7 separate regions of the Mus musculus genome follow, and regions 2, 3, 4, 5, 6 and 7 are each linked to region 1. The links are chromatin contacts, called in public ChIA-PET and HiChIP or PLAC-seq maps. All regions are on one chromosome and are shown on one strand. Each heading gives the region's core, a stretch centred on a gene start, on an enhancer-like site or on the middle of the called end of the contact. The rest is flanking DNA. Distances are from core to core; before and after follow the strand shown.

What was found. ChIA-PET counts read pairs in DNA pulled down with a chosen protein or histone mark. HiChIP or PLAC-seq counts read pairs in DNA pulled down with a chosen protein or histone mark.
Region 2: a contact with region 1 is called in an H3K4me3 HiChIP or PLAC-seq map of bone marrow-derived macrophages, with 7 times the contacts expected there. The contact joins the promoter of Carlr here to the enhancer-like site in region 1. A contact is called at or near these places in 2 of 39 promoter capture datasets (the 3T3-L1 cell line and pre-B cells), 1 of 484 Hi-C or Micro-C datasets (bone marrow-derived macrophages), 10 of 115 datasets of contacts at active chromatin or transcription factors (bone marrow-derived macrophages, craniofacial prominence, double positive thymocytes and 7 more) and 2 of 9 other capture datasets (embryonic stem cells and liver).
Region 3: an RNA polymerase II ChIA-PET map of memory CD8 T cells shows a contact between it and region 1, with 5 times the contacts expected there. The contact joins two enhancer-like sites. A contact is called at or near these places in 1 of 484 Hi-C or Micro-C datasets (bone marrow-derived macrophages), 3 of 115 datasets of contacts at active chromatin or transcription factors (bone marrow-derived macrophages, large pre-B cells and memory CD8 T cells) and 1 of 9 other capture datasets (embryonic stem cells).
Region 4: a contact with region 1 is called in an H3K4me3 HiChIP or PLAC-seq map of bone marrow-derived macrophages, with 8 times the contacts expected there. The contact joins two enhancer-like sites. A contact is called at or near these places in 1 of 484 Hi-C or Micro-C datasets (bone marrow-derived macrophages), 5 of 115 datasets of contacts at active chromatin or transcription factors (bone marrow-derived macrophages, double positive thymocytes, embryonic basal ganglia and 1 more) and 1 of 9 other capture datasets (embryonic stem cells).
Region 5: a contact with region 1 is called in an H3K27ac HiChIP or PLAC-seq map of microglia, with 6 times the contacts expected there. The contact joins two enhancer-like sites. A contact is called at or near these places in 1 of 484 Hi-C or Micro-C datasets (bone marrow-derived macrophages) and 5 of 115 datasets of contacts at active chromatin or transcription factors (bone marrow-derived macrophages, double positive thymocytes, effector CD8 T cells and 2 more).
Region 6: a contact with region 1 is called in an H3K4me3 HiChIP or PLAC-seq map of bone marrow-derived macrophages, with 5 times the contacts expected there. The contact joins two enhancer-like sites. A contact is called at or near these places in 1 of 484 Hi-C or Micro-C datasets (bone marrow-derived macrophages), 4 of 115 datasets of contacts at active chromatin or transcription factors (bone marrow-derived macrophages, memory CD8 T cells and microglia) and 1 of 9 other capture datasets (embryonic stem cells).
Region 7: a contact with region 1 is called in an RNA polymerase II ChIA-PET map of memory CD8 T cells, with 45 read pairs. The contact joins the promoter of 4930426L09Rik here to the enhancer-like site in region 1. A contact is called at or near these places in 3 of 39 promoter capture datasets (the C10 cell line, liver and stem cell-derived epiblast-like cells), 2 of 484 Hi-C or Micro-C datasets (both in CD4 T cells) and 7 of 115 datasets of contacts at active chromatin or transcription factors (bone marrow-derived macrophages, double positive thymocytes, effector CD8 T cells and 4 more).

The regions. Positions count from the first base shown.
Region 1 is chr2:19,298,888-19,302,668 of GRCm38.p6, reverse strand. Armc3 (armadillo repeat containing 3) reads right to left here. Exons shown (of 20, transcript NM_001081083.2): 18 at 2,000-2,197. Among named protein-coding and RNA genes, the nearest start is that of 4930447M23Rik, 44 kb to the left of the region's middle. Within about 2 kb of position 2,083, at least 126 of the 459 cell types and tissues checked have an H3K27ac peak or open chromatin away from gene starts, as enhancers often do. A contact at or near this core is called in bone marrow-derived macrophages, double positive thymocytes, effector CD8 T cells and 3 more, where this site is marked.
Region 2 is chr2:18,799,797-18,803,577 of GRCm38.p6, reverse strand. It overlaps Carlr (cardiac and apoptosis-related long non-coding RNA), which reads left to right and starts at 1,760. Exons shown (of 1, transcript NR_131254.1): 1 at 1,760-3,781.
Region 3 is chr2:18,819,840-18,823,620 of GRCm38.p6, reverse strand. No RefSeq gene overlaps it. Among named protein-coding and RNA genes, the nearest start is that of Carlr, 20 kb to the right of the region's middle. Within about 2 kb of position 1,735, at least 248 of the 459 cell types and tissues checked have an H3K27ac peak or open chromatin away from gene starts, as enhancers often do. A contact at or near this core is called in bone marrow-derived macrophages and memory CD8 T cells, where this site is marked.
Region 4 is chr2:18,871,330-18,875,110 of GRCm38.p6, reverse strand. Pip4k2a (phosphatidylinositol-5-phosphate 4-kinase, type II, alpha) reads left to right here. Exons shown (of 10, transcript NM_008845.4): 5 at 2,681-2,827. It overlaps Gm33534 (a long non-coding RNA gene), which reads left to right. Exons shown (of 2, transcript XR_374031.3): 1 at 1-261; 2 at 871-1,727. Among named protein-coding and RNA genes, the nearest start is that of Gm33534, 5.8 kb to the left of the region's middle. Within about 2 kb of position 2,175, at least 12 of the 459 cell types and tissues checked have an H3K27ac peak or open chromatin away from gene starts, as enhancers often do. A contact at or near this core is called in bone marrow-derived macrophages, where this site is marked.
Region 5 is chr2:18,899,610-18,903,390 of GRCm38.p6, reverse strand. The region is part of intron 3 of Pip4k2a (phosphatidylinositol-5-phosphate 4-kinase, type II, alpha); the gene reads left to right. Among named protein-coding and RNA genes, the nearest start is that of Gm33534, 23 kb to the right of the region's middle. Within about 2 kb of position 2,025, at least 4 of the 459 cell types and tissues checked have an H3K27ac peak or open chromatin away from gene starts, as enhancers often do. A contact at or near this core is called in microglia, where this site is marked.
Region 6 is chr2:18,937,553-18,941,333 of GRCm38.p6, reverse strand. All of the region lies in intron 1 of Pip4k2a (phosphatidylinositol-5-phosphate 4-kinase, type II, alpha), which reads left to right. Among named protein-coding and RNA genes, the nearest start is that of Pip4k2a, 59 kb to the left of the region's middle. Within about 2 kb of position 2,098, at least 57 of the 459 cell types and tissues checked have an H3K27ac peak or open chromatin away from gene starts, as enhancers often do. A contact at or near this core is called in bone marrow-derived macrophages and memory CD8 T cells, where this site is marked.
Region 7 is chr2:18,996,576-19,000,356 of GRCm38.p6, reverse strand. It overlaps 4930426L09Rik (RIKEN cDNA 4930426L09 gene), which reads right to left and starts at 2,038. Exons shown (of 1, transcript NR_024323.1): 1 at 553-2,038. It overlaps Pip4k2a (phosphatidylinositol-5-phosphate 4-kinase, type II, alpha), which reads left to right and starts at 2,236. Exons shown (of 10, transcript NM_008845.4): 1 at 2,236-2,505. The coding sequence starts at 2,362.

The sequences.
Region 1 (3,781 bases), core at 834-3,333:
CCCCACAGGGTCTATGGAAGTGACTTTAGCTGAGATTCCTATCAGTGGGGGATATGGATCCTGAAGTGATCACTTCCTGTAGCCAGGCAGGACTCTCAGTGGAGAGATTAGGACAGCTACTCACCCACAAAACCTTTGACTCAAAATGTGTCCTGCCTACAAGATGTGCAGGGACAAAGATAGAGCAGAGACTGAGGGAATGGTCAACCAATGACTGCCCCAAATTGAAACCCATTCCATGGGCAGGAATCAATCCTTGACACTACTAAGGATATTCTGTTATGCTGGCCAACAGGAACCTAGCATATCTGTCCTCTGAGAGGCTCCACCCAGCAGTCAATGGAAAGAGATGCAGAGACACCCGAACCTTAGACGGAGCTTGGAAGATCTTACTAAGAGCTGGGAGAAGAATTAAGGGACCCAAGAAGACAGGGACTCCATAGAAAGACCAACAGAGTCAACTAACCTGGACCTTTGGGGACTCCCAGAGACTTTATCACCAACCAAAGGGCGAGTCTGGGCTGGACCTAGGTTCCCTGCACTTGTGTAGCAGATGAGCAGCTTGGTCTTCATTCGAGTCCCCTAACTAGAGCAGGGGCTGTCCCTGAACCTGTTGCTGGCCTACCCGCCTGCCTGTGGATACCTGGCCCCTAAAAGCACCTTCTTGCCTGGCCTCAGTGGGAGAGGATGCACCTAGTCCTACTCCCGCCCAACTTGATGTGGGGGGTGGGATGTGACACCCAGAGGGGGCTCCCACTTCTCAAAAGTGAAGTGGAATGGGGTAGGATTGTGTGAGAGAGTACTGGGAGGAGAGGAAGGGCTGTTATTGGGTTGTAAAGTGAATAAATAAAAATTTAAAAACACACAAGAAGAAAACAAAACAGTGCAACTAAACCAAAACAAAGGACGATGAGGAAGGGAGGTGGAGGCGAGCAGTCACCCCACCTGTAGTGACAGCCCATCCCGCAGCTGGACAGACCTCTGCCATTGTCTTGCTCCTTATTATTGTTTAAATGTAAGCTGATTCAGAAGTGATGTGTGGAGCCTCCGCTAGAACACAGTGTTGAGAAGTACTGCACAAGTGTTTACAAGACTCTCCAGTCAGAGCCATCAAGCCTCAAGGACACAGGAAATCCTTCTAGAGCCAACCGCACTGAATCTCCCCCAGTCCTGTCTGACAGAAGTCGGGGATCTGTCAGCTGAGAGGCTTACAGTTGTCACTTCCGGGTTTGAGGACAGCTACTCGACTCCCACCTGCAGTTGACTGAGCCCCCACTGTGGCTGGTGCTAAAGCCAGCAGTTCACCTGCTGGGTTGTGCCAATCATGGAGCCCGTCCCCATTTTCAGTCCTGCTCCCTTAGAGACCTGCTCAGGGCCTCAGCCTCTGTTTATGGAAGGAGCCCAGTGAAGAAGAGCAACTTCTGAGGCTTACACAGGGCTTGTTCTGTCCAGCAGCAAGCTCTCAGAGTGCCCACAGCCCACTCCCGAGAAATAGCAAATGAACCAGCGGACACCCATTAGAAAAGGAAATGTGTATTAAAACAAAACAAAACACAAACAAACAGCAGGGGGGTTAGAGAGAACTCACAATAGGATGCCTTTAAATGCTGAGTACCTCATACACTTAAGGAACAATTTGGTTTTTAAACATAGATTCATTCACTCACTACCTCTCTAAGATCATACCAAAGATGTGTCTTAACAGCTTAGCTAAAAAAAAAAAAAAAAAAAAAAAAAAAGCAAAAGCAAAAACCAGGTGTTTGTCTCTAAGCGATTTCAACTCTGACTCACACAAAAAAGAAGAGCACCCGTGTGTGAGTCATTGTGCTTCTGCGGGAAGGCAGAGCACGGGCGCTGTAAACCATTGCAGCTTCTTTTGTTGGTTTTATTTTAAAGTAACTTTAAAGAAAAGCAAACCACTGTAAGTTTTTTTTTTTAAAAATCTGAAATTAAAATAGATATACAGAGAGAGAAGGAGAGGGAGAGGGGAGAGACTCACTTGGCAAGGACCTCAATCTGCTCCTTAAGGTTGACAATGGGCAGTATCGACTTGGTCACCTCCAGCACATACACACAGAACTCAGGGTCAGGAGGAGGGTTCCACTCTTTCTCAGGGCTGCCTTCCGTGAACTTGGGCAGTGCCAGGATCTCTTCTTCCTCTTTCACTTTCTCTTCTTCTTTTTTCCCTTTCCCTTTCCTTTGAAAGTAAGCAATAATAAAACCCCATATCCTGTCGAAATGTCCAAATACTAACTATGCTCTGAGTCAATCTGAGAAGCCTCAGGGAAATAAGGAAAGGGTAATCGGGGAGGGAAATTAGTTAAAACAAAATACAATGTGTGTATGTATGTATGTATGTATATATGCAAATGCTATGACAAAGCTCATTATTTTGCATCTATATTAAAAGTTAATTTAAATTAAAAATATAGAGACAATTCAAATGTCCTTTGATAAGAGATGGGTATATAGTGTTAAGACCATACAATAAAATACTGGTTAAGAGTAAAAAGGGATAGGCTACCAATGCACAGAACAATTTGGAAGCATCTCAAAGGCATTATGCTGGCTGGAAAACATCAGTATCAGATGTAACACACGAATGATCCCATCAAAGTCATTCTTGGCTGGACCTGGTAGTCCATGCTTTTAATGCCAGCACTCAGGAGGCAAAGATAGGCAGATTACTGTGGATTCAAGGTCAGCCTGGTCTACAAGTGAGTTCGAGGCTAACTAGGGCTACATAGTAAGACCTTGGAAAGGCAAAAATAACAGAAAAACCACCACCAGGTCTCGTTCTTTTTTCCAGAGAAAAGAATGAGTTGCAGTATCAGGGCAGGACTCTGGGTTGGCTGAGCTTTTTTCTATTCTGACTGTGGTGTCAATGGCTGCACAAATTCCCTCTTTAAAATTCTGTAGCATTTTAAACAGAAAGACATTTTGTGGCATGTTAATTTAAAACTTTGTTGCTTGTATCGTTTTCTTTTTCTTTTTTCTTTTTTCTTTTATTTTTTTTTAAATTTTCCTCTGTGTAGCCCAGGCCATCCTGGAACTCACTATTCACTCCAAGCAAGCCATGAACTCAGAAATCTGCCTGCCCCTGCCCCTGCCTCTGCCTCCTAAATGCTGGGATTAAAGGTGTGCACCACCACTGCCCGGCTAATTAAAGACTTCAATTGCTCTGGGCACTCTGCTTACATCTGCGTGAGTAGTTATTCACGTTTACACCAATTATCCCTAGCATGGGAGGTGGAAAAGCTTGCTCTTCATACACTTCCATTGGCTAACACTAGGCACTAGCTGCTGAATTCCTTGAATCCATTTTCTGTTGGGTACCCTTCCTGCAAATAGCTTGTCCTAAACCTTTGACCCACCTCCAGCCCCGTATGTTATAATTACTTTCAGTATCTCCTGCTAATAGATAATGTCTTCTCTGTCCCTGGTACTCCTTGGGATTACTTTACCAGCCTTTTTTCAGGGGATGGCACTAGCTGAAAGGATGGAAGGACTGACAGAAGAGCAAGTGACTGCCTTAGGTAGTGCTGACCCAACAGAACTTTGGCTGGGGAGGAAAGGGTTTCAGCTTACATCTCTCAGGTGACACTACATCACAGAGGGAAGAAGTCAGGGCTGGAACTTCAGGCAGGAACTGAAATGTAAGCCATGTAGGTATGAGGCCTACTGGCTTACTCCTCATGGCTCTCTCATACACCCCAGGACTCCAGGGATGGTACTACTTACTGTGGGCAGAGTCCTTCAACATCAATCACTAATAAAAAAA
Region 2 (3,781 bases), core at 511-3,010, 500 kb after region 1:
GGGAAGATGAGTTGTGGGTAGGGTTTCTCAGAGACAAGTACAAGTTGGTACATGACTTTGATTTTTATCAAGTTAAACTATGCAATACAAAATGCCAAGGGGACAGGCAGATGTGTAAGTATGGATGTGGGTGAGTACGAGAGAGAGAAAAGGTGTATGTGTGAGAGATAGCTCAAGACTATCATTAATGGAGAAATTCTTTTCTCTCAGCCGTGTGCAACTATTCTTGGTTGAAATAAAAGACCGATCAAGAAAAGCCTAGAAAACTCCCACTAGGTTTCCAGCTGGAGAACAAGAGGCTTTTGTGGCTGCCTGTTCTCATTATTCCCGCCTTCACTCACTGCAGCAGAAAAGGCAGATGGGGAGCAAGAGTCCCTCCAGAAAGGCTCTGTCCTGATTCGGAGCCCAGAACCCCTTCAGAGGACGCTGAGGCGCATTCTCATACTGTTGCTCTGGGTCACTTGACATTGGTACTGAGCATCTGAAAAGTGGCAAAGTGCGGGATAGTAATTTTTTTAAACCTGCCTGCCTGCCCAAATGCCCATCAACTGCCCCCACATCTGTCTTGCTCCGCCCACATCTGTCTTGCTCCACCCACATCTGTCTTGCTCCACCCACATCTGTCTTGCTCTATGCTCAGTCAGGCTCCTGCTCATCATTTAGCCTCTTTCCCATTCTGGGGGCCTCAGGTTGGGTGGTAGCACAGCTAGGAAGTGACAAAGCCAAAGCTGGTCTGCTGCAGTTCTTCTAACCACCCAAGACAGGTTTCCCAGCTCTGGGCCTGGGCCAAATATTTGCTGCTGGTCTAGAGGCTATGTCAGTGGTTCTCAACCCTTTGGGCAAACCTCTATCTCCATAAATGTTTACATTATGATTAATACCAGTAGCAGAATTACAGTTATGAAGTAGCAACGAAAATAATTTTACGGCTGGGGTCACCACATTGTGAGAAACTGGATTAAAGGGGAGGTTGAGAACCACTGATCTATGTGAATTATATAGGAAATGTTAGTTTTGCCAAAAAGTAAAACTGATCTTGCCTCTAAAACCCCACCAGAAACTACCTACCTACTGTAGTGAGTCCTGAAGTATCTGAAGTGGATTCCTTTCTGGTGATTTCAGTAGATGGTTGGGCTTTGGGAAACTCCAGTGACTGCCACTTTGACCACTAATCTTTCAGATTGTGAAAGTTTCCTATAATTGGACTTCTGTGACAGATCTGCATTTTTAACTAAAATATATTCAGTGTTAATTTATCTACTGGAGAATATTACCTAAATTCTTAGTGTTTTGAACATTTCTTTTGATGCAACTCAAATGGTTATCATGTAAATATACAATTATATTTAATATTTTGCTTCATTTTTTTGAAGCAGCGTCTACATAGCCCAGACTGTCCTCTAATTTGCAGTCCTCCTGTCTCACCCAGAGTGCTAGGATTACATGAATATGCATGCTATTGTGCCCCTTTAGCAGTTACATTTGTAAATGATCCTGATCGCATGAGCACAGACACAATCTATCCGCCTTAGGCAGCTGTTTGTGGGTACCCAGGAGCTAAAATCAACTGAATTACAGCTGCTTCTCATAGACTTTGACAGTGCCTTAGAAATCAATCTGCACCAGGACAAAGCAGACCTAAAACACATCAGGAATACTGTTCCCTGTGGTTTGCTGACCTCCCCTGAATTAGCAAGGCTGGGCGCTGGTGCTGGTGATTAGGGTCCTCCTAAGCTCCCCCCGCCCCCCAGTCTGTAGAGGAAAAACCGCAGAGCTAAGGTGCTAGAGGGACCATAGACTGCGCTGCAGAAGCCAGGCGCACTCTATAGCCAGGGGACTGAACTAGAGAAGATCTGGGCATTGCCCACCAGTGCAGGACTGGATGTCCAGCTTGTTAATCAAAGACCTTGGACCTAAGCTTAAGCTTCAGCATCGTGGATCTCGAGCGCGGGAAGGACAGTGAACTGCAAGCTACCACGACCTCTCTCTCCTCCCACCTGCGACCCAGGGAAGAAAGCTCAGAGCCCTCAGCTCCAGGCTTGGAGCTTTCTTGACACCGAATTCTAGATGCACCAGGAAGAGCCCTGGCAAGGAGCGGGCTGCGCAGGTAGGGACAAGGGTGGTGTCCCAGTGCAGCCCGATCAAGTAATCCCAAGGGAGCCTGCCTGCCACAGTGGAGCGGTGTGGGCTGCTTTCCCGGTGAGGGGATGAAGAGACCCTTCCCTTGAGTCAGATGTCGTCATTTGCTGGGCGAATTCCGTGCCCCACAAGGGCCACCCTTATCTGACAAACCCCTATAGGCTACTGGGGACTTAGGGAAAAGAGATGGAGGCAGAATCCTTTGGTAGTAGGGAGTACCAGGTTCAGGGAAAGGGAGCAGAAGACTGCCCCGAACCTAGGCATCCAGTGTAAGGAGAGGCGTCATTGCTCTAAGGATGATTTTAAACCGCGCAGAGACGCAGCATATGGTTTCCAGGTTTGGCGGCACAACACAGAAGACTTTGAGCCGAAGGGGCCTCCAGACACGGAAACTAAATAATCCCGATTTAGAGAGGCCCGAGTAGCAGGAGGCTGGATTTTTGGTTAAGCTACAATTAAGAGAAGATAATTAAGCCCGGAGCCGTGCAGCTTATTAATATTTATAGCTCTCGGAGTGAGAGGGCCTTTGCCACGCAGGAGAGGAACCCGAGCCTTTCAGGCCAGGGGCTTCGCAATGACTGGGAATGAGAAAGGGCGAAATGGGGTGAATCTGTCTCTGCGCTTCTCCCTTAATTACCGGAGCAGGAAAGTCAGTCGGGAGAGAAGGTGGTCGAATGACTCTGTCTCAGGGGCTGCGAAGAGAGATGGCTATCTCCAGTCCGGATCCCATCTCTTCCTTCAGGACCCCAACCGTGCCTTTAAGTGTCCCTGACTCCCAGGATTGAGGGCTAGTAAAGGAAACGATTTTGTAACGAAGATTCCGGGAGAATTTTCTTTTCCTCCCAGCCTTAACGTCACGCCGCAGGGGACACGGTGATTAAGTGCTGTCCTGGCTGAGGGATGGCCCTGCAAGCCCACACACTGGCCTCGAACTTGCTCATGTACGGTTTGTGGGATTCCGGGAGGCAGATCCTGCCCGCCCCGCACGGCCCCCCGCAGGATCCCGGAGGGCCGCTGCGGGTCAGGCCTTTGATTCCCGTACCGCTGCGGTGGCAGGCGGAGGGGCTTCACCCGTACTCCGACCTTCCCCGCGGTCTGCTGCCTGCGAGACACCGTGCCACCCACCACTGAGGATGAAGTAGGGAGCTTCAGCAATTTGCACTAAACGTAATTTCTGCTGCTCTTGAGCCCGGATGGATGGAGGTGGGTGGAGGAGGGGCGGATGCCCTGAGCCTTTGCTCTCCACCCCCCTCGCCTCCCCTTGCTAGCCTCCAGCGGCCTCCGCAGTAGCAGCCTCGGTGTCTGGTGCAGATCGATTCTCCGTAATAAACGCGGGGTTCCGCGGGGGGCGCCACTGCGGTTCCCATGGCAACCTTTGCTTCACTGCAGTCCAGGATTCTTGGTCACCCGTGCTAAATAATCTGAGGATGGAGCTGTTTGCGGTGACCGCTGTAGCGGCCAGCCTCTTCCTACTCCTGCTTTTCCTGGTCTTCATCTCGATCTACGTTGGCTCTAATCCTGGCCCACAACCTCTGTCCCAAAACTGTTAATTGAAGAAGAAAGGGGGTGGCGATTTGTCCTTGTCGCGAGGCGTGGTTCCGATGGAGCTGCGTACTGCAAAAGATTCTCCCAAGGAAGACGC
Region 3 (3,781 bases), core at 486-2,985, 480 kb after region 1:
TGCTAGAACACCCTCCCTTTAGGCCAGAGAGTCTTATTAACCCAGGAATTGATGTTGCTATTCCAATATTACCATAAAGGTCACTTTTCTTAATGGGGAAAGGACACATTTGCATAGAAACCTCTAAGTCTACTGTCCTTTGAACGGGGCCAGGAGCTAAACAAAAGCTTTTGTGAGCAGAATGATCTCGAGGGACTTCAGAATCCTTGTCTTTCTTTCCTATCTTATCTATCCTGAATATACAGCCCAGACCACAGGATACAAATGCAGTTGTCAACTCAGGACAGCCTGGTGTTACTCTAAATACCACAAGAGCAGTATGAAGGGGGTGGGGTGGGAGGCTGGTAAGGAGGCAAAGATACTATTTACTATAAAGCACCCCTTGCATTCCTTTCTTGCACCCCCATTTCTGGAATTCCTGTTTCTGAAGGGGGGGGTGTCAGGATGGCTTGGGTGGTGTATAAAAAGGAGCCAGCGTCCATACCATCATTCTGAGCTCCAAGGTTGAGTTTGAGCTTATCCCTGCTGGCAGAAAACAATCTCTAACGGATTCCGAAGATAAACCTCGCTGGAAACCACCACAAACTTGTCTTTCCAGCAGTAGCCGTCATGCACAGAGGTGCTGTCAACCCCCCGAGAAGCCTAGGAACATTCGTCTCCCCTCAGCTGTCCTCACTCACATTGATTGGCCACCAGCCTCCGGGACAGGCCTGGATTGGCTCCCAGCATTGGAAACACTTTCCCATGATGGCTCTTTTATGCTCTTGGCAGGCGTGTACAGTAACCAGCAGAGAGAGAAATTCTGCCTGCAAGGGAAAATTAAAACCCTAACGTAACTGCACTGGCCCTGAGTGGGGTTTTACATGTTAAGCTTGCTCAAGACTTATGTTAAAATCAACTTTGCAAAAGAAGCCTTTTTAAAGAAAAAAAAAAGTCTATGGAGCTGCCAAAAGGCAGCAACGTCTTTACTGTCCAGGTGACAGTGGGTTTGGACAGCTGAAATGATCTGGTACAAACAAACTGGCATTTCCCCGTCCAGTAACCCATCTCCTCTCTCTCTTCTCTGTTTACCTTAGTTTATATTCTTTCCGTCTTAAACTTGGGTGCAGCGATCTCTCGAAGTGATATTTATTAATCCAATGTCATTGGAATTACTCTTTTATTAAGCGTGGACTACATGTGTAAGTGTTCTTTCCTCACCGTTTCTCCAGGCCTTTCTGCAAGGCCTGACATTGTCATTGATCCCACCGGGACCTCTGACTGCCCTGGTTCGCCTTTGTCATATTTCATGACACCTACTCTGCAGGTCAGGCTTCCCTTCCAGGGTCTTGCTGCTCTCTGCACCTGCCTTGCCCTGGAGTCAACTTCTCAGATCTGGGACCACTTCTGAGGAAATCCCTCTTGCCATGCACAAAAATACTGTCTAACTTTCCCCAAGTGGCTAATTAGCCCACCAGTGTCCACTTTCTCAATCACTTCCTGTCAGGGCAAGCGTCAGATTTGCTGAAAAAAGCAATCATTTCCATATAATCTCTCCTGCCCTCCCCCGCCCTGCATGCGCCTCTTCTCTCCTTTAGTTGTATTCATTGCCTTACAGCCCACAGGCCTCGTGCCTCCTGGAAGGCACAGAGGCAGCAGTCATTGTGGCAGTAATGAGTTTTCCTGCTTGCACGGCACCTTAGACGCCTGGTAAGTGACAAAGCACAATGCATACGGAAGGAAAATGAAACCGAAACCGGGCAGAACTCAATAACCACCTTCAAGGAAGATGGAGGCTGGCCAGCTGTTTCCCATTCAGGGTGAAGACAGGAGAGAGAGGAAGTGAAGGGAAAGGCAAGACTTTCCAATAAGCACCACACAGGGGCTGAGGCCACAGGGGGAACCTCAACCCGGGAGGACCCAGGCTGCTCCAAGCACAGGCTTCTGACCAGGGCTCACGGACTCCTTCCTGAATTGTGGCTTCCTCAAGGTCGTCTGAGTTCACGTTTTCTGTTTGTTCTGACAATTTATAAGCAATGGACAATGGTGACAACCGCTGGGGTCAGAGAGGCTGGGGGCCGCTTGGCCTTCACTTCCTTGTCCCCAGCAGCTACACGCTGTGTAAGGCTGTGTGAACAAGTGGTAGACTAGCCTTGCTTTTCTTCCCCACAGGTTTTGGACAGAGGAACATGAGGTCGGGATTTCTTGCTGTACTATGTGACAGTGATTATTCCCTGCAGATATGGCGGGTTTGAGGAGGAAGGCTGTGTGCGCCTTGTGAGGGTGTATCAAAATGCATTAATGTACAAGGCAGCATTCCTGTTCTCAGAAGGACCCACCCTTCGACTCACACCATCTTGGAACCCAGTCCAAAGGGGCTCCCACCACTTCTTTCAAGGAACCTGTGAGCCTCTGAGTGAGGCTTTGCTCACAGAGAGTAGCCTTGAATGGGCGGAGCTATATTCTTCTAAGCCCTCTGTCCACTAAGCCTTCCCTAGGTTCCTCCTGGGTCACTCTACTGATTGAGTCTTCTTATTCCTGTCCCCCAATATTCATGTGTGTGTGTGTGTGTGTGTGTGTGTGTGTGTGTGTGTGTGTGTGTCTGTCTGTACACATGCATGTTTTGCACGTGTGGGGGCAGTAAATGTTCACATATGTTCACATGGATCTAGAGGCCTGAGGTTCATGTCTAGAATCACCCTCAGTTGCTTTTCCACATTTTTCTTTGAGGCAGGAAGGTTCCTTCAATCAAACTTGGAGCTCTTAGACATGGCTGGTCCTGCTAGCCAGATTGCTTTCAGGAAGCCTCCGTCTTAACTACAAGAGGCTAAATTTTCAGATGGGCCTCCAGATTCAATATTTTCATTGGTTCCGAGGATCTGAGGTCCTCATGCGTGCCAGGCAAGTGCTTTAACCACGGAGCTGCCTCCCCGGCCCTGTGTGGATGTTTCTTTGTCTGTTGGATAACTAGTGTGGTGTGGATTTTTCTTTGTTGGATAACTAGTGTGGCGCAGATGTTTCTTTGTCTGTTGGATAACTAATGTGGTGCATAAACCTGGATTTGCTCTGCCACAGCTTTGCTCAATCCACTGATGAGGGCCTGGGAGGAGAGAAAGAAGTCAAGTCTGAGAAGACCATACAACATCAGAAATAGAGTCAAGCTATTGACAAACACTCGAGGAAACAATCTTCGGGAGCACAGGTCGGTCAGCTGCTGGAGGAGGTGTGGGATCACAGGCAGCCCACCCAGCTACTACTGCAGGTGTCTGTGGCAGCTTCAGAGCTGCCATAGTTCCCTGTCGTCACCCGCATTTGTCTGTCAGAATCTTTCCCTATAATGCTGACCTCATCCCCTTTACTACCTCATTAAACAGACATAACTAAATGACTCTGCCCCGACCTCAGAGTCTAGCCAGAGCCCTTGCATATAGTGAGGCTTTGAAGTACTTTGGAAGGAAGGAAGGAAGGAAGGAAGGAAGGAAGGAAGGAAGGAAGGAAGGAAGGAAGGACAGTTCTGCCATTCCACAGTCTGGAGCAATATGTGCCACTGTTTTTCTTCCAAATGCAAGTCAAGATTCCTTCAGAGAGAGAGAGAGAGAGCAATCACACCACCTTGAAGGAAGGCTGAGGCATGTTATAGGAGACCATGAGCCTCATCAACTGGAAACCATGTCAGGTCTTAAGATTCATGCCTTCATTTTGCCAGTAAACAATTTTACGCTCAGTGCTAGGTGTTGGGACTCAAACATGTAAACACTTCATTCTTCTACTTTCTAAACTTGGAGTTGAAAGAAGTCAGAGA
Region 4 (3,781 bases), core at 926-3,425, 430 kb after region 1:
CTGTTTTCTGAATTTGCTCATTGTGTTTATTCATCAAATGCTCTTGACATGCTAGACACACGTGCTGGGATTTGATCATGAACAAAATAGAAACGGGGTCTCTTCACGGAGCTTATCGTGTGCAAAGATGCTACTTGACTGAGTAGAGAATCCTATGTGACTAAACCTGGAAAGATGACTGTTGGCTGGAATGATAAGCTTCTGGGCTGCAGAGAATGAATGGGGGAGATGAGGTGCCTACATATCGTGTGGAGTGGGAAGGTGAGAAGAATGACTTTTGTTGAGGCTCTGAGCCATATGTGTAGGCACACAATGGAGGAAGAAGCCAGACAGGAACCTGGCAAGTTGAGAACAGGCAGCAGTGCCCTTGCTTCAGCACCCGCACTGCGCAGCTATGGCGCTCTCTCAGATCCCCATCCAGAACTCCAGCCAGTGGGTAGAATGTTCTCTCCTTCAGAACTCCTGGTCCTTAGGTCTTTCTAGACTAATAGTATCAAATGCAGTTTGGCAACGCTGATACGGTAAAAGACAGGCTTTGATATAATTTGTGGGCTCGTTTGTTTATACACTCGGGAGTTGGAAGTTCATTTCATCTGTGTTCATCAAAGAGCCCCATGGGAAAAGTAAGTACAGCTGACACTCGTGAACAAAATGCATCCGAGTTGATTGTTTGTGCCCCACTATCTACTCTGGAGGCAAGGAAATTGTAGTGTATAACCTGTGTGGGCATATTTCCAAAACTGAAGCTTGTCAGTTCCCCGAGTACTGCTCCTTAGCATTGGTCACTATGGGTGGTACCACGGTGAGCCAGGCTGTCTGTGGCTGTGTACAGATCTCCATCTTGGCATTCCTTGTTGTTTGTGGTACTAGGGATGGACCCTTTGGCTGAAAGGTCATGTGCTTTATCAAGGATAAGAATGTGAGTGGAGGAGTTGATCAGCCAGTACCGGCCTCAAGGGAAAAATCCAGGTATGCAAGATGATGCTTGCCGTAGAGTGAGCCGCAGAGCAGACTTGACTGTTAGACGTTCCAAGCAAGGGAGAGATCGGTGTGATGTTCCAGTTTCCTACCTAGGTCTTGAGTGACAGCTAACATCACGTCATTGATAAGTGTTCAGTACAGACTGGTGTGGGGTCTTTTGACATCCTCTAACTTGCCATCCTCACAGCTGTTTGGGTACTCAGTTTCTGGAAGATGAAACTAAGACTGCTCATCCACCTTCTACTACTGGCAAACAACACACTTTTTAATCCCTTCAATTGCTGTGGGAAATTTCCTTTTCAACCGAGAACTATTAACCACCTGTTGTGCATTAGCAAACCTCAAGTCCATTTATTGGTTTGAAATTAAGCTCCACTCATCTGATTTCAAGTAACAAGCTGAGGAGAAACTCCGTGGGAAAAAAAAAAATAGACTGAGCTCAAATATACATCTCAGCTGTTACCTGTAAGGCAGGGGAAATCTGAAGCATCTTGGACATCTGTCAGGACTGCAGAACTAAAACCAGCTGCAGTGACAGATGCTGTGTAGCTCCAATGAGCAAGATTGAGAACTTTTTTCTTCTTTCGCTAATTAAATATTCCTAGAGTTGATTACTAATAATGTTTATCACTAAAAAATCCAATTAGAATGTTTTTGTTAAAGTGTTGTTGTTGTTGTTGTTGTTGTTGTTTAAATCAAACAGTGTAACCCTTTTTAAAGACTCAAAATAGGGGTTAAAGAGATGACTCTGTGACTTGTTTTGTAAAGATCAAGTTTGAATCCCCGATGCCCATGTAAAAAGCCAAGCATGGGAGCGTGTACCTGTAACCTCAGCACTGAGGTACATGTATGCAATACACATGCACATGCACACAGGCACACTCCCCAGAATAATCCAAAATACAACCCTTAAAACATTGGTAGTCATCCTTCCAGGCATCTGGTGCAGGCAAATGGGTAGGGTGTTTACAACATTGGATTTGGGGTGTTGGTACTATGCTGGAGGTTTAATCTGTGTCATGGGCTCATTTAGACACACACACACAAAAGGCTCATTTAGACACACACACACACTCACACACACACACCCATTTTAAAGGTCCCTGTGGTAGTTTATCAATGGCTACTTCCAAGAGGAAGTAGCTCCCTCTTGTGGCTCATTGGCGTATGACCCAAGTCATGCTGTGTTTTTGCAACCCTGGGACTTGATGGCACCTAGCACCTAGTCAAAGAAAGCTGACTTGTCGTTAACTCAGGGCCCCTTCATACCCACTGAAATCAAGATGGAAAGCAGAACACCCAAGCTTCCAGCACCAGACTCCCAGCATCCTCTTCTTCACCCTCTGCCTCACTACCCTCAAAGGTCTTGATCTAGTGGTGAATCATTCTCAGGGGAGGGGGAGGAGGACAGAGGTGGACAGTCCTTCACTTCAAAGGGGTTTCCTTTCTTGCCTTGAGCCACTGTGTTCAATTTTGACATTACAGATTAGTTGGGCTACTAGGAAAAGAATATCTTTAGTGGTAAGATTAAATGTTCAGATTTATATATAGAGAGAGAACACAGATCTGATAGGTGAGCAGCATAAAGCAGCTTAAATGTTTTCCGAAAATAAAACCTCAAGAATTGGACATTTCTACTTTATATAAACGATACACCACGTTTTGACAGCTACTTTTCCTTTCTCTCTCTCCTATACAGTATATAGTGGAATGTCATGGGGTCACACTTCTTCCTCAGTTCTTGGGAATGTACCGGCTTAATGTCGATGGAGTGGAAATATATGTGATTGTTACAAGGAATGTGTTCAGCCACCGGCTATCTGTATATAGGAAATACGACTTAAAGGTGAGGTTGACTTTGATAATTTTCAATAAGTTTCACGTTCATTTGCACAAGCCTACTCGCCCATATTGTTTATGTTATCATGTGAACAAAATGGTCAGGGTGCTTCAAGAGCTTGAATCTAGCAGGCAGTTGCCAGCACGTAGGATTAAGCAGCCCATGTTATTACAAGCATGTCAGCCACATGCCATGTAGTACCACATGCCATGTAGTAGCTAAGTGCTGGGGATAGTTTATGAGTTAAACAGACCAGGGACAGCAAGGTGGCCCAGCAGGTAAACTGGGGGCACTTGCCCCCTAAGCCTCATAGCCCAAGGTCACTCTTCAGAATCCAGGCTAGAAGGAAAGAATTGGTTCCCAGAAGTTGGCCTCCTGTCCTCTACTTCACGTGCATAAAACACACACATACGATGATAAAAGAAAACCGAACAGATCTTTAAGTAGGGATGATTACTATCATTATTATTGATTATTATTGATAAATAATGAGCGCTGTGGATGGAAATGAACGGGGGGAACGTCACACTAGTTTTTATTAACAGTAAACAAGCACTCTACTACTAAGCCACAATCTCAGCCAGTTTTCCTCTTATTTTGAGACAAGGTTAGCCCAGGCTAGCATTGAACTCATCCAGAAGCCAACACAGACCTTGAGTGTTAACACCTTGCCTCAGCTTGCCTAGTGCCTGGGACCACAGGCCTGTACCACCAGGCCTACCAAGGCATACATTTCCAGCTAGGATGTTAGGTAAGGTGCATCTGGAAGGGTGGCATTGGTCCCATCTCAAGAGAAATGACAAAGGGAAAAGCCTGAGATCAGACATACCAACAATTTAAAATGAGACCACTGGAGAATTCTGAATTCAGTGACATGACCTGACTTTTAGACAGCCAACTCTGACAGTGTATGTATGCCAAGACCAAGAGGGGTTGCATCTTTATAAAGTTCTGTTGCTG
Region 5 (3,781 bases), core at 776-3,275, 400 kb after region 1:
CTTGTATTTTAGATGGGTGACTTAGATCACTGTGGCAATAGAACCAGGATCATCTGATTAATTGTGTACTTGTGTCTTTCCTTTTACTCAAAATGATGCCTGTCTCACCTTGATCCTTCAGGGTTGTTTAGTAAAGGCTTCTTCGATAATGTAGAAGGGGGTAAGTAGCCAGCGAAACTGAGCTCTGTCTGTGAACTTTAACATCCTGACAGAGGCTGGAAACATTCGTCCCAGCCAGCAAACGTGTCTTTACTCTTGTACTGATTTCATGGGTGCATGGATGTCTTTAACTTCTTTTTTTTTTTTTCTGTTAAAGACAAATTTAAACAACAGTTCCATTATGGGCTATCTATCACTAGTTCCCAGTACCATCCATGATAAACACTTTTTGTTGCTATGACAGAATGCCTGAGAAAAATAATGTAAAAAGAAGAAGGATTTCGTTGGGCTCATGGTTTCAGAATGTATAAACCCAGGATGCTTGGGGCCTGGCCTAAGGCAGGATATCATGGTTATAGAAGCACATGATAAGACAACCAGGGAGCAGAGAAAGAGGGGGAGAGACCAGAGGAGGGAGAGGAAAGCAGAGGAGAAAGGAAGAAGGGAGAGACAGAAAGAGCCCCTTCAAAGGCACACCCCTTCATGACCTTTCATCAACCTGGTCCAGTCTCCTAGTTTCTGTCACCCCCCAATAAAGCCATTGGATTATGAGTCCACGAGTGGATTAAGCCACCCCTTAGCTTGAACTCACATAGTCCCATCAGCTCCCAGAAGCTCTTCCAGCTAGGGCCCAAGTCTTCCAAACCCTACACCTACCTAACATACAGATGTTGACGTGTGTGTCTGTGCATGTGTGTGTGTGGAGGGTGGGGGGAGGACGTGCCTGGACGCATGCCTGGTAATTTTAGGTTCAGTCTGAGTTTAGTGGCTTAGTATTTTTTTAATTATATAATAGGTTTGTGATATTCTCAGACTGAGTTCTGCTTTCCTGGTTGTTGTTGGTCCATGTGGTCCCCTGTCCCTGCTTCTTTTAGGATGCTTTTAAGGATGACACTGTCATTGAAGGTTCCACTACTACATTTTCTATATTTCCAGTACCACAAGCCCTGGCCCCTTCACTCTGATTTCGCTCAAGCTGATTGACTGTAAGTGTATCTATTTGTCCTGCTGTGTTTCAGATTCTATGCTAAACATTCCAGGTATCTTCCCTACCTCCTAAGTGCTGGAATACAGTCATGTGCCACCATGCCCAGTTCTATGCGGTCAGGATGGAACCCAGAGCTTCATGCCTGTTAGGCAAGCATTCCACCAACTGAGCTACATCCCCATATTTGATGCCCAAAGGCCTAGACATTCTTGGGAATACAGACAAAAGAGTGAAGCAGTGACAGTTTGGAAACATTCTAGATTCTATAGTAAATGTTAAGATGTTTCCTTAGCTTTGAGAAAGTCTGCCACCTCCTTGCTGGCTTTGCAGGACATCAGCCCTCTTAAGACAGTCCTGGGAAGTTGGATAGAGGTTTCAGTTTGCTTGTGGGTGTCCGGAGAAGACTACCCATCAAACCAAGAAGTTGCCCAGGATGGAGCCTGCAAGTTCAACCTAAATCCAAACACAGGGCACAGTTGCCACTAAGCCCTCTTGTTCATTGTGTTGGATAACACCAGGTTTTGCTCGCACCGACTGCTTCCTGGATCCGAATCCCTCGTTATTTGAGTTCGGTGCCCTTCTTTGTATCAGCAACAGAGTTCTGATTTTAAAACTCATTCATTTTAGATACTAACATTTTAAACTTCTGATGTTCTTGTTTTAAGTTTCAAGCTCTAACTTGAAGACCTTCCCAGCTTACCGCATTTTAGGGAGTAGGGGATTCTGCCAGGACATCTGTCAAATAAAGATGTTTGCAGGGCAGACTTTCAAGGTGACTTAAAGCTGTGTGAAAGAAGGAACTATAGTCTTTCCTATACTGCCTACCTTCCCGTTGACAGCTCTAGAAGAAGGGAGGGTCGGGGGTGTTCGTGCAGTACATCACAACTGGGTAGAGAGGGAGCTGCAGATGGGGAAGTTGCCAGGCACACAAGGAGAGCATGATATCAAGTCTGAAGACCTCACCTTATCTGCAGCTAGCAAGCAATTTTGTGGATTTTGTGCAGGGGAGAAGAGATGTATGAAGTCTGCTTTTGTTTTTTGTGAGTATATGTGTATATGATTTAAATACGTATGTATTTATGTGCATGTATGTATATGTGTTTGCATGCATGTGTGAATGCATGCAGAAGCCAGAAACTGGTGTCTGGTATCTTTCTGAGTTGCTATCCACTTTACACATGGCCTCTCCCTGAATCTGGAGCTCACTGGTTTCACTGAGAACCCCCGTCTCTTGACTTTATGTGGATGTGTGTAGATCCTAACTCAGGTGGCAAGTACTTTATCTACTGAGCCATGTCCCAGACCCTGAAATCTGGGAAGGGGGTAGTAAATAATTTTTAAAAGTCTTATTTTTTATTCATGTTTACGTGTGTATGCCACATGAGTGCAGGTACCCACAGTGGCCAGAAGAGGGCATCAGGTGCCCTCTTGTGATCAACCCTACATGAGTAGGAAGAGCAGCAGGATTTTGAGTCATGGAAGGGAATTGGGAGTTTAATGCAAGAAGAGAGGGGAAGATAAAGTTGAGTTTCTGACCTGTGGCTTGGAGATCATGAAGTACACACAAGACTGTTGGCCACTCAGTAGGAGTCTGGGGGAGAGGCCCAGCTCCAGGAAGCTTGGCCATAGGAACCCTTGTGGGAGCCTTCCTGGATTCTGTCTCTCGACAGTCATACCGAGTGTCCCCACCTGTATGTTCTTGCTCTGTGCACTGTTTCAACTCTTGTCTCTTCCCCTCTGGGCTGCTGGTATCTTAGTTGGGCTTTTATTGTTGTGAAGAGACGCCAAGGCCAAGGCAACTCTCTTATAAAGGCAAATATAATTGAGGCGGGCTTGCAGGTTCAGAGGTTCAGTCCATTATCATGGCAGGAAGCATGTCAGCATCCAGGCTGACATCTTGCTATTGAAGTTGAGAGTTCTATATCTTGATCATCAGCCATGAGGAGACTGTCTCCCACAGGTAGTCAGCAGGAAGGTCTCTTTTGCCCTGGGTGGAGCTTAAGCATAGGACCTCAAAGTTCACTTGTACAGTAACACACTTCCCCCAACAAGGACACACCTACTCCAACAAGAACATACCTCCTAATAGTGTCACTTCCCATGCGCCAAGATTGTTCAAACCACCACAGTTTTTGGGTTTGTCCAGCTCACTCTTGCAGTTTGTTCTCCCTGGATAGCCACGTTCCGCATTCCCATGGGGCCCTGGGTAGTTACTCCATCCTGTTCGTGGACACTTGGGCTAAAACACACAGGCATTCCATCTCGGATGCTCAGCCTTAAGAAGCATAAGATGCACTCCACATCACCCCAATCTGCATCCCGTTTCTTGGATGTTTTCCTCTCTTCTCTGAAAGTTGAGAAGATGATTCTCCTCCCTCCCCATCACAGTGTCTCTACCCCTCCTTCAAGCACTGTTTTCCTGCTGGGCCTGTGTTTCCTGCCTGGAACCTGCTGTACATCCCCGTGTGCAAGCAAGGTAAACACAATGTTTCCATTTCATGAGCCTCGGAGCATCTAGTGTTAGAGCTCCAAAATCAAGTCCACCAGAGAGTTTAAAACACTGTTCTCATAATGTTCTGTGAGGCCCCTGCACCGTGTTCTCTGTTACCGTTCATTGTAGTCTTTTTCTCTGAT
Region 6 (3,781 bases), core at 849-3,348, 360 kb after region 1:
CTGCAATCACAGCACTTGGGAGGCTGGTACAATAGCGTTCTGGAGACACAGATTCGAAACCAGTCATGGCACAGTAGTGAGACCTCGTCTCAAAGCCAGACACTGGAAATGTCAAACCAACAAGAGCCAGTCTGGGTGAAAATTTCCGTAACACATGATCTTGGGGCAAGATCACCACATGGTGCTGTAACCCACTGGACTGTGGGCGACAGGGCCCAGTTGCGTTCCTGTCCCTTCCTTTCACTGTGGACAGTTGTATCTGTGGCATGTAATGCAAGAGAAGAAGGTGACCTGACAGCCAGTGCTGCCGAAGGGAGATCAGAAAGAGCTGTGTAGGAGCTCAAGAGCAGATGTTCTCATCACTGTGGCCTGGGGGCTGAGGGGTCCTCAGTGGAGGGCTGGGACCAAGGGAAGGAAATGGCTTCCCTCGGGATGGAGAATTTGATCTTTTGACTTCCTTCATTCCTTATCACCCGCTCCGATGGCTGAGGCTTTCCCCTTTCCGTGCGTTCCTTCTTATCTCTTCCGGCAAACAGAAATGTCCGTGCAATGGCCCTGAGCTTAATTTACAACCCCAGGGATGGTCCTTGCTGGGACATGTTTTTTTTTGTTTTTAGTTGGAATTTTTATTTAACATAATGTTCACTGGACAAATACTATTTCCCAGTTCTCTGGGCTGCACACAAGTTTACCGGTCAGGAAGAGGGACTTTTTCCATGCTTAGTGTTAGTTAGTACACATTGACTGTTATAACAGTAATTATTATCATCAACTTAGGAAACGATATGCTTAGTGATTTTTTTTTTTAAATCACAGATAGTTAAACCTTCCAATATCGCTAATTTCTTAGAGTTACGGCAGCCACGTCATCACAAAGACATTGCTTCCCAGAAGTAGTTATCCCCTGGGATATCACAGTTACTGCATGGGATAGATAAGAATTGTCACGTGTAGCTTATAAACTCATGGATGCTAATTACTGCTTGTTAAGCACACATTTAAGCCCTGTGTCTCTGTGAGCTCAGTTATACAAGTCAGAGTCTATGGAGGAAAACTGACTTGACCCTCAGGCCCCCACATCTGTATGCATGCACACACACACACACATGCTCACACACATGAACAGTACATACGTAATGAACTACAGAGCATGCAAGACGTTTTTTGAGATCAGTACTGTGTAGATATACAAATGAAATGGTACTTAAATGAGAGAGAGGATGACTGAGACCAGAAACTCCTTAATCACCTCACTAACACTGAGGTGAGATCTGTCTTGTTTATAGACTGCTGCTGTGGTAAGTTCCGATGTTCCATGGGGAGGTGTGTAGGGCTGATCCTGTCTCCATTTTGTAATTGAGGAAACTGGGGCAGAAAAAGAACAGTATTCCAGTAAGGCATTTACAGCTGCCTGTAAATTCCCATGAGAGGTTGGAAATCGGAAAGTGCCATTTGTGCTGGAGGAATAGCCTAGAGAGGTTTGGGGCATCTTTAAAGCCAGGCGTGGTGGTCCACATCTGCGGGCCCCATGAGAGAATCAAAAGTTAGAGACTGCCTGAGCTACATGGTGAGACCTGGTCTCAACAAAACAAAAAGTGAGAAAGTAAACTTTAAACAAGAAAGAAACTTTTTTTTTGAGTGGGAAAAACACAGCCCAATGAGAAAGAGTCTTGCAGGCATTTATAGACCCATCTGATAAAGGAATACTGGAAAATATTAAATTATTCATAAGTTGCCTGATAACTAGTAAATAAATGCATGACGGAACATTTAGAATTTGGCACAGCCTTTGAGAAAAGCTATTAAACAAATGTATTGTGCGAGAACAAAAGGCTTTAGTGAAATTTTTACTCGGATAAATTGGATGACAGACAGCTAAACTCCCAACTAAAGCTACAAATGAACGTATCACAGTGATCTAATTAGTGAGTTATCTTATAGGGCCAGTTGACTTTAAAAATTATATTTTGAGGGAGCGAAGAGGCCTGGTTCTTGGAGGTGAGACGCTGCTGAGTGGGGCTTGCTTGCTGCCCCTGGGCAGATGGCATGTCCTCGGCCACACTCTGATCCCCACAGATAACCCTTCGGATTGCTTGCCTGCTGTTTGAAGACCGTGTTGCAATCTTTAGCCTTTATTGGGCAAATTGATCTCTTAAAGACATTGTGGTCTGGCAGGGCCACTTCTTGTTCATTAGGTCTGAAGTGTGTTTTAAATAGCTACATTCAATTAGACTCGCCACCTGAGAGCACGAGAAGAAAATGTGCCTCTTGCAGACCACAGGAGCAGGGGGAGGCTTTGTGTTGGATTGTGGTTAATCTGCCGTCTGCACTTCCTGGACAGAAACTGCTTAAGTAAAGAGCACGTGTTGGGGTTTCTTCCATAAAAATCAAAGTTCTGTGTGAAGTAACAGGGCAGTCACATATTCATGACTAAATTTTTCATTCTGAGTGGAAATCCTGGGAGAAGATAATGCTTATTATCTAGAGCCTGTGGTTAAATATTTTCAAAGACGCTTATAAAAATTGGGATAGGAGGAATAAGAGAAAGAAGCTGCCCCATGGGGTGGGGACACCTCTCTTTGGTGGGATCTTTGAGAAGGCTATAATAACCTAAGGCTCAGGTAATACCCGGGCTAAAAGTACACGCAGAGCGAGCGCCCACACCATAGAGGGTTAAGGAATTCACCGTCTCTCCTACATTTTTAACTGTTAAGGTTTTTTGTTCTTTAAGTATTCTCTATGCTTCATGTCAATTGTTACACATTTAAATTTTTTTTTTCTTAACTTGTGTATCATAAAATGGAATCTTTTTGAGGAGAAGGGAAACAAATACTAGATAACCCCCTGGATCATGTGATGTGACTGTGGAGAGGGGCCAACAGGAAGAGCAGGCCTGGCCACAGTTTTCCAGGAAGGCTTTGAGGATGAAGGGAATCCGATCTCAGCAGTCCTGAGGGTGTGCAGTCTCCCAGGGGGATTGTGGAGGGCTGTGGGTTAGGGGCCTTCAGGAGGAAAGCTGTGCCTTCAATGGCTTCCTTGGAATTTTTATTTTCTGTGTGTTTTTCCTAGAACATCACTCTTCTTTCCACATGTGGTAATTGTTGTCCCTTCCTTAGCCCTCTGCCCCAGGCCTGATGCTGGATCTTCCTGCGGCATCCTGGCAGTGCTGTTGAGAGAACTCCAAAGGGTCCTCATGGTCCCACATGAGTTCATGTTTTCATGGGGTCACTTACGGATTGCTTCATGCTCTTTCTATGGACCAGATGAGCAGAAAATCTCCACCATCCCCTGTGTCTGCTAGGGGTGTGTCTCTTAGTACCTGAGACAAAAGTGAGGAATGTGGTGGTGGGAGGAAGAGTTCTGGGCCAGCTGTCACCCAGCCATCTGATCTTCCTGTTGAATGTGGGCTACAGTAGCAGTTACAGTGGCAACATTGGTTTTCCCCTGCACAGGGTCTAGAGCAGATGCGTCTCCCACAGGGTGTACAGCAGGAGGCTGCCTGTCACTACCTCCTACTGCCTCCCTTGCCTTTCATTTTCTTATCTGTGTGTGTGCTTCCACTCCATCCCTGCTGCTTCTCATAAAATAATGACGTGTTTACTTTAAGACAGAGCAGGAAATACACATTGCCATTTAGATATGAAATTATCTGGAAAGACTTAGAATCTTATTGTCCTGCCCCCTGCTGTGCTGCTGAAGTCCCCTGTGGCCTCTTCCTTACTGCGTTCTCCTGCTCTCCCTTCTCTGCTCCCATGAGATAATTAATAATAATAATAATAAT
Region 7 (3,781 bases), core at 789-3,288, 300 kb after region 1:
CATTTTCCTGTTAGTAGTTGTCCTTTGAATAATTCCTTGCTTAGAGAAGGACCTCAGCCTCAGAACCAACAGCAAAAGAGTTCGAAGGCAAATAGATGTGACTCCCTTGACTGTGGAAGCAGCTTGCGAAGTCAATGAGTCAGGATTCAGCAGGATGTTATCAATGTTTCTGATTATACCTTTGTTTTCCCATCCTTGTTTCTGCCCCTCCCAGGAGAGATGGTGACCTCTGGTGCATCTGTGCCCAGGTTTCTCTTTGAAGGGTTGCCTAACAATGCCCAGAGGTGTCCATTTCCTGTTCTTGTAGGCTCACCCAGCTCTTTGCTGTCATTGAATTCAGTTTTTCAGCAAGCCCATTGTCTTGCATTATTAATATACAATTAAGTACATTACAGCTATTGTGAACAAATAAAGAGATACAGAGGCATTGAAGTGGAAGGATTCATTTCAACCAGGAGGAAAGGGTAATTGTTTTCAAGGACAAGGGCTGGTACAGGTTTCTGTGGAGGGGTGATGAAGAGCAATAATCAATGATGATGTGAAGCTCTTGAGTCTGGGTCAATGAGAATTTATTAAATAAATGAACTCCCAACTGGTTAACAACAATATGAATGCTTATTTCCAACACAGGAAGAGAAATGAAACAACTTGTAGGCTGTGTAGGGTGCTGAATTTGGTTGTAGATTCTTGTGAAAGGATGCCTGTGGGCAAGCTATGAAAATTGGTTTAGATAGACTCTTTTCTGAGGTCAGGCGACAGTTTATGAGTTATCAGTAAGATAAAGACTGTACAGCCCCACAGCCCCTCCACCGCCCCCAGACAGGGTTTCATGGATACCTGGCTTGGCTTGAACATACCTACCTACCTGAGGATTATATTGAATTTCTGATCCTCTAGCCTTGCCTCCTGAGGGCCAGGATTACAGGTCTGCAACATTGTGTACTTTTATCTACTGCTGGTTTTGAGTGTAACAAACAATCTATAGCATAGTCCCTAAAGTGACCTTTGTGTCAGGCTATACCTAGTCACACAAATAACATCAGTCTCTGGTTAAATGATTTGGTCAACTAGTGGAACTGTGGGTCAAGTTTATGACTTCTCAGCATTAATTTAGGCTGGTTTTGTTATTATCTTCACCCCCTTTAGCCATTAACAATGGTGATGCTTGGTACCAGAAGAAGCAAGGAATCATTGCGGCGGCGGGGCGGGGGGGGGGGGGGATAGTATTAACAAGTTAGAATGACCAAGGGGATTTTGGGGGCAACCGTGCTGAAAGGTCAAATGAAGAAAAGGAAGGTCCGCACAGGATCTGCTCCCTTTTTGTTCCAGGCGTTACTCTTTGTCTTCTTGAAAGATCTAAGGACTGTAGACTTGCAACAACAAATGCCAGCGTAAGGACGACTAATTTCAGTGTGGGGTGGTAGTGGTGAAAGGCTAAACATTTTCAAATCAGAAGGTGCATGTCCAGAATAAGAGAAGGAAGGGGTGGCCTGCAAAATGATGGGTTCCAAGCAAACGGTCCAGACTGGGGCATGGCTGTCTTGACTAAAGCAGGGGTTTCAGTGAAGAATCCCAGAGTAGGTTGGGAATGACATTCTAGTATCCGATAGCATGGGAAGGCCCAACCAGGATACAAAAGGTTAGGAAGTTCAAGGCGGGGACTCCCTGGCAGACAGTTGACAAAGAGGAGCCAAGGTCCTTTCCCTAGATGCTGGGGAAGCCCGGGGCCCCGAAGAAGCGCTCTGGGTCCCACGAACTCGCCAGCCCTTGGCACGGGAAGCGGAGGTTCCCGGACATTCCTGGCTGCCCCATGCATCTGGGGGCTCCCTCCTCGGAGCTCCCTTGGCTCCGTATCCTTTCCTTGCTCCTCCCCAGGAGCGAGAAAGGCATGCTCACGCGAGTCTCCACACTCCGCAGCAGCCTCCCCAGACGGATCGCGGCCGCCAGGAGAGTGCTCGTCTTAGCACCGGTGGCGGAGCGCACAGAACAGCTTAACGGTCCGGCATCCGCATCCGCACCCGCCCCGCCCGTCGGCGCCGCTGCCCCGCCCGCCTCTGCGTCATGACGCTAGCGCCCAACGCGGAAGCCGCCCGCCGCCTGGACCAGCCGAGGGCTGTGCGCCGAGCCGCGACGGGCGGGAGCCGGCGGGGGCGCGAGGCGAGCGCAGCTGCAGCCTAAGCGGCCGAGCGCGCGGAGCGGGCGGAGCGAGCGCCCAGGACTGAGCGCGGGCGGAGCGGGGCTGGAGCAGGCGCGCAGCGGCGGCCGCCCCGGGGGATGCAGCTGCCTCCCCGGGCTGGCGTGTAGGGAGGGCGGGTCCCCGGCCTCGGCGGCGCGGCGGTGGAGGGGACCGAGACTGCGACCATGGCGACCCCTGGCAACCTGGGGTCCTCCGTCCTGGCGAGCAAGACCAAGACGAAGAAGAAGCACTTCGTGGCTCAGAAAGTGAAGCTGTTCCGGGCCAGCGACCCGCTGCTCAGCGTGCTCATGTGGGGGGTCAACCATTCGGTAAGGCTCCTCTGCGGCGCGCTCCTCTTGCTCCTCGGGCTCAGCCTCCCGGCTCTGCTCCTCCTGCTGCAGCGGTGGCAGGGCGGGGACCTCTAGCCGGCTAGCTCGGTCGGTCCCGGGCCCTCTGGCCACTCGCCTCTTGGGGTACCCCTAACCCCACGACAAGCGTCCATCTCCTGGGTTTCTCCGGCGGCGCTTGCGCTCCCTTTGGAACCCAGGGAGGGTGCAGGATGAGAAGCATTCTCTGTTCTGTGCTTCTGAGCCTCTCCGCGGCTGTCCTGTCCCGCATTCGTCCTCCCGCCGGTCGGTGCTCGCTGTCCGCGAAGTGGGAAGTTTGTGCGGGGACCGACTCTGTCTCAGCTATCAGTCCTGGCGGGGAACCGCTCAGGGCCCAGTCCGAGCGATCGCTCCACTTGTCTGGGACCGATGGGCCCTCCTGCCCTGAGCGGGTGGGCAGGTGAACCTGTCCCTGTCAGGAAGAGTCCGGAGCTTCTCGGAGATAGGACTGGAGTGAATCAGAAGATTTTGGGCGGCAGCTTGAGAGCTTAGCTTTCTTTTTTCCTTTAAAGGCAGTATTGTCAGACTCTAGGAGAATTTTTTTGGGGGGGTGGGGGGTGGGGGTGGGGAAGACGGGCAAAGGAAAAAAAAAAGCAACGTAAATATGGCCCTGGTGCTGAGCGTCTTCTCTTCATCCCTTCCCGCATCGCCCAGCTGCTGTGCCCTTTCCAGACCTCCTGGCGGGGAGTCTTCCTCCCTCCCCCTTGCTTCCTCCCCTCCTTGGGGAGCCAGGCAGAAGTCACAGACTTCTGCAGAAGGATGGCCTTGGTGGTGATAGTCGGAGGGGGTCCCGGCGGTCGCGAGTTCGAGGTGGTCTAGAGTTAATTACATCCATTTTGGAGGTTGTTTAAAAGACTGTCGGGGTGCGCGTTGGGGAGGGTTAGTCTAGCGCACAGCTAGGGATGTAAGGAGGTGCGCGGCTGCAGACTCTGCGGACTGCGGTGTGGGGGGCTGAAACAGCGTCCTGCTGATCTGACAGCGAGAAAACTCCTGCAGCTTTAATCTTCTTAGATGGGCTCAGGAAACGTGATAGGCGCTGTTGGCTGAGCCTTGAAAGTTTCAATGAGCTTGTGAATTTTGACCATGACCTTACCTACTGCAGTCAGCCAGCTTCAGAGAGAGAGCTTGAGCCTGCTGCTCTGCTTTTGTTTTCAGTGGATGCCCAGGTGTCCCTTTCAGCATAATGTAAGTGACAGAAAGCCAGCGTGGTTTTTGCACT